2 separate regions of the Callithrix jacchus genome follow, and region 2 is linked to region 1. The links are chromatin contacts, called in public Hi-C maps. All regions are on one chromosome and are shown on one strand. The core of a region is the stretch at or near the end of the contact, and the rest is flanking DNA. Distances in the headings are between cores, read along the strand shown.

What was found. A called contact is a pair of places that touch in the nucleus more often than the background predicts.
Region 2: a Hi-C map of skeletal muscle shows a contact between it and region 1, with 3 times the contacts expected there. The contact joins the promoter of ENTPD6 here to the promoter of APMAP in region 1. A contact is called at or near these places in 3 of 3 Hi-C or Micro-C datasets (induced pluripotent stem cells and skeletal muscle).

The regions. Positions count from the first base shown.
Region 1 is chr5:31,715,066-31,720,520 of calJac240_pri, forward strand. APMAP (adipocyte plasma membrane associated protein) reads right to left here and starts at 2,944. Exons shown (of 9, transcript XM_078371525.1): 1 at 2,795-2,944. It also overlaps the pseudogene LOC118154120.
Region 2 is chr5:31,904,771-31,910,225 of calJac240_pri, forward strand. It overlaps ENTPD6 (ectonucleoside triphosphate diphosphohydrolase 6), which reads left to right and starts at 2,832. Exons shown (of 16, transcript XM_078371580.1): 1 at 2,832-3,368. It overlaps LOC108591668 (a long non-coding RNA gene), which reads right to left and starts at 4,034. Exons shown (of 2, transcript XR_001911476.4): 1 at 3,845-4,034; 2 at 3,607-3,731.

The sequences.
Region 1 (5,455 bases), core at 1,694-4,193:
AAATTAAGAAATTAAGAAACAAGTTTAAAAAGCCACCTGAAAATACACACCCGGGGCAGAGCTTAGACAAACACTCCAGCTGCCTGACTCCTCATGAATTCCTGAATGTCTCATCCGTTTCTCCATACTGCCTGCCTTACTCTTTCATCTCCAAGAGGAAAAAGGAAAATGGACCTAGTAGAGACTTTTAATTAGACTAAAATCCTTCAGAAATTTATTGAAAAAGCAGAATTACATAGAATTTAATGTAGTAAAATATGTTAAATCCTCAATATATTCATTCTGCACCCCTAAATAGTCATATATGGACATTAAACAGTTCTCTTCCTAGATAGAACTATGTTCCAAAAGGAAAGGAATAGTTTGACAGTGTACAGTAAAGTTTCTAAAGTATTTGGGGAAATCAATGTCAAGTAATAACTCTAAGCTTGCACTCATCTGTAAAAGTGCTTAGCTCATCTGTGCTCCACAATGAACACAAGAATTTACCAACCAAATTCTCCACTGGATCTGAATACAGAAATTCAAGAGTTTTGGCATAAAATCTCATTTCCAAAGCATAATTTTAAAAATACGATTCTCATTGTCCAGCTACCAGTTCTATCCTTCACCATTCATTTTCATTTCTCTTTTAACTCTATTCTCCGGAACTTCATATAAACCACCTTGCTCACATAGACCTCAATGATCTCATCAGCAAAACAAAGCAAACACCACCTTTCACGCCAAAAGTTGGGAGACCAGCCAACGTATTGCTAGGGGACCTTGGCACTGCTAAAATCTATGTCTTAGTTCCGTCAATTTAGTAATGTGTCTTTCAAGGCTTCCTTTATTCTATTTAGCACACCTAAAGTGCTAAGGTTTACCCTAACAGCTTCATGTTTTTACTTCCTAATTTAGATTCCTTTACTTCACCCACTATACACAGGCTTTCCTGGCTTATGTTGAACTCCCGACTTTTAAGGTAATCAAGAATACTATTACATGAACTAATAGAAATGACCACAAAAATGAAAAAGAAGAGAACTGCAGAAGAAAAGTAAGAAAAACAGCTACCATATTACAATAATAAATACAGAAAGGAAGGGTGGTAACAAGACCTCATTTTGAAAGAGATCATTACAGATATACAGAAAAGGGATTAAAAAAAAACAAGAACAAACACAGGGAAACAGAAACAATGTTCATGGATGGGGAAGTCAAGAAAGTAACTAAATGCAAATAAAAAAGGCACATTGGAAAAGATCAGGCAGTAAAAAACGACTTCAGAATCACATTGACTTAGTCATTAGGGAAGAATCCCCACAGGGAACCTGAAAAAAAAAATTTAATCTGCCTCTCTGCCCTGGGGCAGAAGTGTGAGCAAGTCGAGGGCTGTCCGCCCTGATTTTCAACACCCTCCACCTAATGACAAACTCAGGCCACTGCTCTTTCATTTCTCAGGTAAAAGTGCCTTGTTTTTAAGACTTCTGTAGGAAACGGTTGCCGGTTCTTGCATGTCCACTCTAAACGGCTTCATCAACAGATGATTTATTCACGATAAGTAGGGTGACCAGATTCTCCCAGTTTGCCCAGGTTTAGCCCTGAAAGTTCTACATCCTTGGAAACCCCAGTCCAGGGCAATCCAGAATGGTTGGTCAGGATATATGGGAGCATCTTCCTGATCTTTCCACTGGCCCAAGGAGTCAACTGTCACTGCAAAGTCTTCTCTCTAAATTGCCTCTCTAGAGCCTAAATGCTCCTCCCTGCCATTGGTCTCCTTCAAATGTGTGCCTCCTATCATCAGTCAATAAACTCAGTAACAAGGGCAAAAACTGCCTCTCATTCATATGTACCACACACCACCTCTTGGCACACTACTGATGAACAAATATTTCCAGTATTTCTATCAAATATAAGTCAGTCAGTTTCACAACTTCGAGCTTGGTCTATGGGGCCTCTTGAGTCTCCCTACAACTTCAAAGTGACAAAATTCAGGACACAAAATTGAAAAGTGAATTTTGAGTGTCTTATATTGAAATCTATGTTTACGGATCATGATTCAGTTTTTGGCTAACAAAATGTAGCATTTTTACATTCTGGAAGATGGAAGAAGAGCCAAAAAGCAAAACCTGATATTTCTTAGATGTCACCAACTACAGTTTCCTATGTTTCTCCATTCCTATCAGAAAAAACCTGCAAGGGTGAAGTCTCGAAAAAAAAAAAAAAAATGCCTACAATGTCACTTCTGTTCTCCACTCTTTCCAAGAACCGCGGTGAGGTCTGGTCACGCAGCGTGAGGGGCGCAGGTGCAAAAGAGCAAGTGCAGAAGCCATCTCTTGGCCGGATCACCCCAGCATCTCGTGGGACCTCCTCCCTTTAGGAAAGTGCGAGTGGGGGACCAGGAAGACGCAGGGCCCTGACCAGGTGGCTGTCCCCCGGGGGATCAGATAAGCCAAAGGAAGGACAGCGGGAGGGGAGCGAACGAAAGGCGAGGAAGCAACCGCTCTGCAGGGTGGGGCGGGAGTGAGGGGAAGGAAGGCGCAGGAACGGACCCGGAGAGCCAAGGACAACGCGACGACCCGGCACAGGGTGCACCCGAACCTGAAGGACCTGGCAGGTGCATACAGCTTGTCGGAGCCCGTTTCCTCCTCGGAAAAACAAGTTTCCCTTGGAGATTAAACGAGAGGGCATTGACAACGCGCTAGACACGGCATCCCTCCAGGTTACTGTTACCGCCATCGCCGCTGTCCAGCAGGGTCGCCCTCCGCTCCTCGCCGCCTGGCTCAGCGCCGGGTCTGGGAGTCCGGCCTACCTGCCGTCCTTAGCCTCCGGGGCCTGGCCATCATCGTCCGTGACGACCTGCGGCCGCAGGGGCCGGCGCTGTCGCAGCCCGTCCGCCTCGCTCATGGCACCGGCTCCCGACCTCCCACGCCACCAACCCTCACAGAGCGGCGCCGACTCTGGCGCCAGGCCCGCCCTCCCCCGCGCGCGGAAATGACGTTGCGCCCAGTGGCCAATCCTCAGCGCCGTCCCCGCCCCTTCCGGCTTCGTGGGCGGGCGGTTTCCCGCGCTCTTGTAGGCGAAGAGTGACCTCCCACGAGCGCGACGCGGAACCTTCTTAGAACGCGCACCTGGGGCTGCCAAGGTGTCCGCTCGTCTCTCTCCGGGGCCCGGGACGCGAGTGATTCAGCCTCGGCTCGCCCGGCCCAGCCCCTGCGCATGCCGCCTTCGTCTCACGTTTCTGAGGAGTGGAATACTGATGACGCACTTGGGAACTGCTGGCCAGAGATGTTGGCCGCTTTTGTCGTTAGAGAGGATGGCGCTGTTTATTAAATGACAGAGACACCGTTCTTACAGGCAGCGTCAAAAACGCGTTCACACCCTTGGAACGAAGTCACCCCCTGCCTGAAAATTGCATCCTTCCCCGACTGACCCGGTTAAGGGGAAAACTTGGGCTAGAAAATGTTTCCCTCTGGTTAAGGCCTGATGTTGAGTATTAAATCTTTTGTGGCTGTTAAAACAGACATTTGATAGAGTTTATTAAAGGATTAGCCTTGTCTACGGCCATACCACCCTGAACGCACCTGATCTCGGAAGCTAAGCAGGCTCGGGCCTGGTTAATACTTGGATGGGAGACTGCCTGGGAATACTGGGTGCTGTAGGTTTTTAAAAAATAAAAATAAAATAAAAATTTTGAAAAAGAAAAAGAAAAAAACAGGATTACCCTTAAGTAAAGCCAAGGTAGAAGTAGAAATTACCACTAACAAAAGCTGAGAAAGCATCAAGAGGCATCTTTCTTCAACAGTATTGTAGTGAACCAGAAATGTTCCCAGGTGCTGGGAGGTGATGGTGGGCGAACCACAGACAAGGCCTCTCCTTGTGGCAGTTAAACTAGTGGGAAGGATGACTTTAACCAGATCATCATCATAAAATAGACATGTAACATTATCAAACATAGTGATTGCTTCCAAGGGGGAGAACTGGATCTTGTGAGAGCGATTGACAGACAAAGGGATTGAAAGAGGAATTGAATCTGGAGGAAGTGACAGGGAGTGTGTCCAGGCAGAAGAAATCAAAGCCTGTTACCAGTGGCACGAGGAATCCTCTCTGGAAAAGCTCAGTTCAAAATGCAGAGTTAAGAAATAATTTCTTGGAGGATTTCCTGATAGAAACGTGCCATTGCCTTTTTCAGTGACAGGTGGCACTAGAATTCCATGTGAATGTTTTTTATTCATTCAAAGAGCTGAAGAACCAGCTTGAGGAAAGTGTAGAGCTATGCAAATCCAGTTCTGCAGAGATCCCAGGTAAGAATTCAGGCCTCAGCAACATTTTACTTCAGTATGTGTCACTGAGTATCGTCAGTACAGCTGTTAAATCCAGGATAGTGTTAACAATGTGCTGTGTGGTCTGACGCCTTCCTGCCTCTGGACTATCCCTCTTGCCTGCATCCCCCATTTCAGATGCTCAGGATTGTTTACCGTGTCTAATCTCAGGCCCAGCTGCCTTTGTCCTTGAGGTTTCTTCTTCCTGAGATACACTGTCCTTCACCAACACTTGGCTAATTATTTTTGTCATTCAGGACCCACTTCAAGTATCCTTGCTGAAAATTCTTCTCCCAGTTTCCCAAGCAGAACTTCTTCCTCTTTGTCTTCAAGGCTCTTTAAACATGCCCCAACTGTAACAGTGAGCCCGTTGCATTGTGTTCCATGCCCAGTGTTAAAGCCCACGCACGTCAAACAGCCAGGGACACATTCATAAGAAAAATAGAGGCAGTGAGTTGGGTTTACTGAACTTGCTGCAGCGAAGAAAAGCACCAGAGGGGCCGGGCGTGGTGGCTCATGCCTGTAATCCCAGCACTTTGGGAGGTCGAGGCGGGTGGATCACGAGGTCAAGAGATCAAGACCATCCTGGTCAACATGGCGAAACCCCGTCTCCACTAAAAATACAAAAAATTAGCGGGGTATGGTGGCTCTTGCCTGTAATCCCAGCTATTCGGGAGGCTGAGGCAGGAGAATTACCTGAACCCAGGAGGCGGAGATTGCGGTGAGCCGAGATTGTGCCATTGCTCTCCAGCCTGGGTAACAAGAGCGAAACTCCGTCTCAAAAAAAAAAAGAAAAGAAAAGAAAAGCACCAGAGGATCTGTAGGGCTCCAAAAGATGGGGGAGTCATGAGAGTCCTTGTGGGGCTTGGGGACTGGAGTTCGTCCAGTCATAGATAGTCTTGTGGGGGATTGGTCAGAATTCCTTAAAAAGGGGAGCTACCTGAGGAACCAGTGGCTTTATCTCTTGGGACGTGTAAGCCCATTCGGAGTTACTGGAAGGTCAGCTCTTGGGCTTATCCTGAAGCACATATGTCTTCTTATGAAGCATGTAGGTAGCTGGTGTTACAGAGGTCTGAACTGATCATCTGTGCTGCACAGCACGGGTTCAGTGCAGTTTTTCTGTTTTTGACTCACGGTGAAACCCGCTTTGC
Region 2 (5,455 bases), core at 1,582-4,081, 190 kb after region 1:
CCCAGCACTTTGGGAGGCTGAGGAGGGCAGATCACTTGAGAGCAGGAGTTCAAGACCAGCCTGGCCAACACAGTGAAACCCCGTCTGTACTAAAAATACAAGTAATTAGCTGGGCATGGTGGTGTGTGCTTGTAATTCCAGCTACCTGGAAGGCTGAGGCACGAGAATCACTTGAACCCAGGAGGTGGAGGCTGCAGTGAGCTAAGACCATACCCCTGTGCTCCAGCCTGGGCAACAAAGCAAGACTCTGTCACAAAAACAAACCCCCCCCCAAAACCCCTAGCCTCCAAATTTGAAGAGAGGCTGATCTGAGGAATAACAAACCTCTGGTCTCCTATTTAGCCAGCTCTGTGTTTACTGAACTCTTCCTGTATTGCAATTCCCATCTTGAAAAATTGGCTGTATCTGGGCGACAGTCAAGAAGCTGTTGGATGGTTACAGTGTGATGAGTGCCATAGAGGAAATAACATGAAAGGTGACAGAGAATAACTAGAGGAGGCCACGCTAGATAGAACGGTCTGGGTATTAAACATCAAGAAAGGATCTACCAAGGGAAGATTTGGTGCAACACACAGCAGAGCTCAAGCCAGCAAAAAGATTTTACTTTCGCAAATTCTAGAAACGCTTAAGAGTGAAAAATGGTGAGAAGGGAGGAAGTGATAACACATTTCCTGAGTGCAGCAGGCAGACACAGGGCCATCACCGCTCCACGACAGGAGCTCAAAATACTAGGAAAAGTGCAAATTAAAACCGTGAGATACAGTTTTGTCATTATTGGATTGGCAAAGATCCAAAGGTCTGGAAAGACCCCACCGGTGAAAATGTGTGGAAACCCACAGTCTTAAACATTATTTGCCAGACTGTCAATGAGGCACAGTCCAAGGAGGGCAATTTAGCCATTTTACCCAACACATTAAAGGACATACCCCGCCATAGCCAATTCCACCTCTAAGAATATGTCTGACAGATTCAACTACCTGCAGCACAAATGCAGTCCTCAGGATCCAGTCGCATTATTCCTAACAACAAACAACTGGGGAAAACCTCCAGGTCCATCCGCAAGGGCCCGCAGAGCCTAACCTCTGTAGTAACCAAATCTCAGGGGCAATGTCCAACCAGGCGCTTTTGTGCCACCTTCCAACAGGAACCGCACGCCCGACTGCCAGGCCTGGTCTATGCATTGCTCCCGAATCCCATACAGGCAGCGCTTGTTCGCTCTCAAAAGTGTCCCATCCTGGGCCGGGCGTGGTGGTTCACGCCTGTAATCCCAGCACTTTGGGAGGCCGAGGCAGGTGGATCACGTGGTCAACATATCGAGACCATCCTGGTCAACATGGTGAAACCCCGTCTCTACTAAAAATATAAAAAAAATTAGCTGGGCATGGTGGCGTGTGCCTGTAATCCCAGCTACTCAGGAGGCTGAGGCAGGAGAATTGCCTGAACCCAGGAGGCGGAGGTTGCGGTGAGCCGAGATCACGCCATTGCACTCCAGCCTGGGTAACAAGAGTGAAACTCCGTCTCAAAAAAAAAAAAAAGTGTCCCATCCTGAAAATAAACTCTTGCCCAGTTGGTGCTCCAGGAACCTGGGCTTCTTCCACCAATAGCTCTCCCAGATGCCCCAGTGCCCCAGGTGGGTCCATCCTTTAGGGCCAGGCCTGGCTAGAGTGCACCCACACCGCCAGACGCTGTGGGCCAGGAAGGGGCTCTGGCTCTCGTGGGAATGAGGGTGTCTAGCATAGGGGTGCATGTGGGCAACCCCCACCATGGGGTCCCTAAGTAAACCAGGGCGTGCATGCCAGGACAGCCAGGAGTTGCAAACTTGGTTATTTTTAGGAAGACATCAGACAATGGGGTCAAAGGCCGGGTGCAGTGGCTCATGCCTGTAATCCCAGCAGTTTGGAAGGCCAGGTGGACGGATCACCTAAGGTCAGGAGTTCAAGACCAGCCTGGCCAACATGGTGAAATGTCGTCTCTACTAAAAATACAAAAATCAGCTGCGCTTGATGGTGCACACCTCTAGTCCCAGCTACTCAGAAAGCTGAGGAAAGAGAATTGCTTGAACCCGGAGGCGGAGCGAGCCGAGATCGTGCCACTGCACTCCACCTTGGGCAAGACCCTGTCTAAAAAAGAAAGAGAAAAAAAAAAATGGGGTCAACAAATGGGGGGCGGGGGTTGCGCTTCATGAACCTGCCTGCTCTGTTGTGGCTGCATTTCCACCGAACGTCGCCTTAAAAATAGAAAAATGAAAAAACAGAAAGTAGCTATGGAAGGATGGGGGAAATTGCACAGGCCGGTCCAGACCTTAAGGTGCCCCCTGCCAGGGACAAGGGCCAGCTCCGCCGCGTCGTTAGGAAACTGGCCAAGGGAACCCCTAGAATCTGGCGAGGGCCTGCCCGGAGACGCTGGGGGAACCAGACTAGCAAGACCCTCCTAGGGGCCGACGCCAGCCCAGCGCAGACTGGAGAAAACCACGAGGCCAGCCGCCTAAACGGAAGCCGGCCGCCGCGCCTCCGCAGCTTCGTCCCCGCGCCCCCTCCTCCCCCTCCCCCTCCTCCTCCCCTCCCCCCTCCTCCCGCCCGCGCCTGCGCAGCTTCGTCCCCGCGCCCCCTCCTCCCCCTCCCCCCCATCCCGCCCGCGCCTGCGCAGCTTCGTCCCCGCGCCTCCTCCTCCCCCTCCCCCTCTTCCCCCTCCCCCTCTTCCCCCTCCCCCTCCCCCTCTCTTCCCCCTCCCCCTCTCCTTCCCCCTTACCCTCCCCCCTCCCCCCTCCTCCAGCCCGCGCCTGCGCAGCTGGGCCCGTCTGCCCCGCCCAGCCTGTGACGCCACGTGCATGTGGGCGGGGCCCAGGCCCGAGGGAGCAGTGGGGTCGTATCCCACCCGTGGAGGCCGTGCTCTCGCCGGCCGGGGTGGGGAAGCAGGAAAGACCGGCCGCCGCCTGCTCCCCGGAGAAGGGCACTGGCCTCCGTGACTGGGGCCGAGCGCGCGGTGCGGGCTTAGCGGCTGGCCTGGGCGCTGGCGGGGGCGGCCGGCGATCACCGGCTCCGGGCGGGCCTCCCCACGGGGGCGCTAAGCGCCGCAGGACGGCCTGGGGGGTCACTCGCACCCCGGGTCCCACCTGCTGCCTTCCTGGTCAGGTTCCACTAGGGCCCCGGACGTCTGGGCTCCGCTGACCGGTGGGGAGCACGTCCAATGTTTTGGGCCGGGGGCGGATCAAGTAGCTGGGACCTCTAGCCCCAGGGGGCCCAGCCCTGCTGGGCTCATTTATTCGGCCCGCGTTTGCTGACCCGGCCCCAGTCTGCGTCAGGGGCAGGCCCCTCCGCTCCTGGATCAGCCCGGCGGGGAAGCCTCGCGCAGCAGTTTCTGGGAAACAGGTAAGATCAGGACAGGGTGTGAGGACGGTTCACCCTGGCATTGGGGTGGTGTCCGGAGGCGCTCATAGGTGGTAAGGACGGTTCTGCCCAAGCTGACCTGTGAGCCGCGGATGCCCCGGACTGAGGGAGGAAGAGGTGAGGTGGGGAGAGCTGGACACCGGTCTGGGCTCCTTCAGTGGAAAACAGTCAACAGCCAGGAGAGCATGGAAAAGGAAGGAGAGATGGGAGGGCCCAGGGGGCCGTGGAAGGGAGGGCGTTTTTATTGTAAGTGCAGCTGTCGGTGCAAAGTGCAAAGGAAGCAGCCACCGGGAAGTGCCTGGGCAGCTCTGGGGGTCCCTCCAGTCATCTGCACTCCAGCATTACCTGCACGAAGAGCACAGGATGCGGCGAAGTCAGCTATAGCCCGCAGGCGGGGAATCTTGAAACCCTGGGCACAGTTCCTTGGGAGAGGTGGATTACAGGGACTCTTCTCCTACCTGCTGTGCAAGAGCCGTGGGCGGCGGGTTCCCCATTGTTACCATTGTGGTGACAGTGTAGTCATTCTTGAAGGACCTGGCCAGCACGGTACAAATCTCGAAATTGCTTTTTGTCCCGCTCCCCGTGCCCTGGAGAGAGTGGCTGGCTACTGTGTGTGTGTCTGCCTCCTGAAGCTTCCGGTGAAGGACCAGGGAGGTGGGCAGCCCTTTGTGTCAGGAGATCTGGAAGCGCCTCCCCTCCCACCACCTCCTGTGCGAAGGAAACAGCAGGTGGTGTTGACGGGGCTGTTCTTGCATCGGTTTTTGCCAAGGGGAGAAAAACCCATTGAAACCTACCAGGAAAATGAGTGGAGGTTTCTAATGTGCTTTATTTTTGGATACTGCGGTGTGGCAGGCATTTGCATTTATGGCCCTTTAGCGTACTTGAACTGAAAACCTGGAAGAAACTGGCCAACAGATTAGGCAGCCATCAGCCCACATCAGATGGCGCCTGTATTTCCGAGAGGTGACCTGCCATCCCCATCTCCTAGAAAGCCAGCGGGGGACAGGGCAGCTCCTACCTCCAACAGCACTGCTCCACCCTGAGATTCTCCTCTCTGACTCCTACCTCCACCTGCTAGAGGGTGGCCCCGGCAGGAGCCACAGCTCTGTTTACCTGTGTGCACCCTACTTCCTACCCCTGCCTCTCCTCAGTCCCCACCTGCTACCTTCCTTACAGCCTCGTCCTACCACCCCTCTCCTTAAAGAACAGAGTGAGATGACTGAGTCCAGGAGGGAGAACACGCTGTGGTGTTAGTGGTTCCCACAGAAACGCCATTGTCCCTCCTGCAGGTGTCTCAGCCATGGACAATCACCTTAACCTAGTGGAATGAAATTGGTGTTTAGATCTGGGCCACAGGGACATGGAGGTGACCTGTTCCTTGGGGAGAGGGGATAGTGTGTGATTACAAGACTTCTTCCCACCCCTGTGCAAGAGCAAGGCTGTTCCTGGTTCTGTGCTTTCTCAACACTGTTCTAGCCAGGTGTGGTGGCTCATGCCTGTAATCCCAGTATTTCAGGAGGCCAAGGCAGTCAGATCACAAGGTTGAGAGTTTGAGACCAGCCTGGCTAACATGGTGAAACCCCATCTCTACTAAAAATACAAAAATTAGCTGGGCGTGGTGATGGGTGCCTGTAATCCCAGCTACTCAGGAGGAGTTGAGGCAGGCGAATCATTTCACCCGGGGAGGCAGAGGTTGCAGTGAGCCAGGATCGTGCCATTGCACTCCAGCCTGGGCGACAGAGTGAGACCCCGTCTCAAAAACAAAAAAATACTGTGTTCTAGTTGGACTCCTATTTTTGTCTTCCTGAACTTGTTGGTGTGTAACTATGTAAGGCGAGTCTGTGTATGTGAGTGTTTTTTGGATATGTACAGTATCTCAACTTGATTCTTTCCAAATCGTTTTGACAGTTTAGGGTGCCTTGGAATTCCATGTGAGTTTTATAATTTCTTTTCTATTTTTGCCAAAAACATTGTTGGAATTTTGACAGATTGCATTGAATCTGTAGATCACGTTGGGTAGTGCTGACGTCTTGTTGTTAAGTCTTCCAGTCCGTGAACACAAGACACCT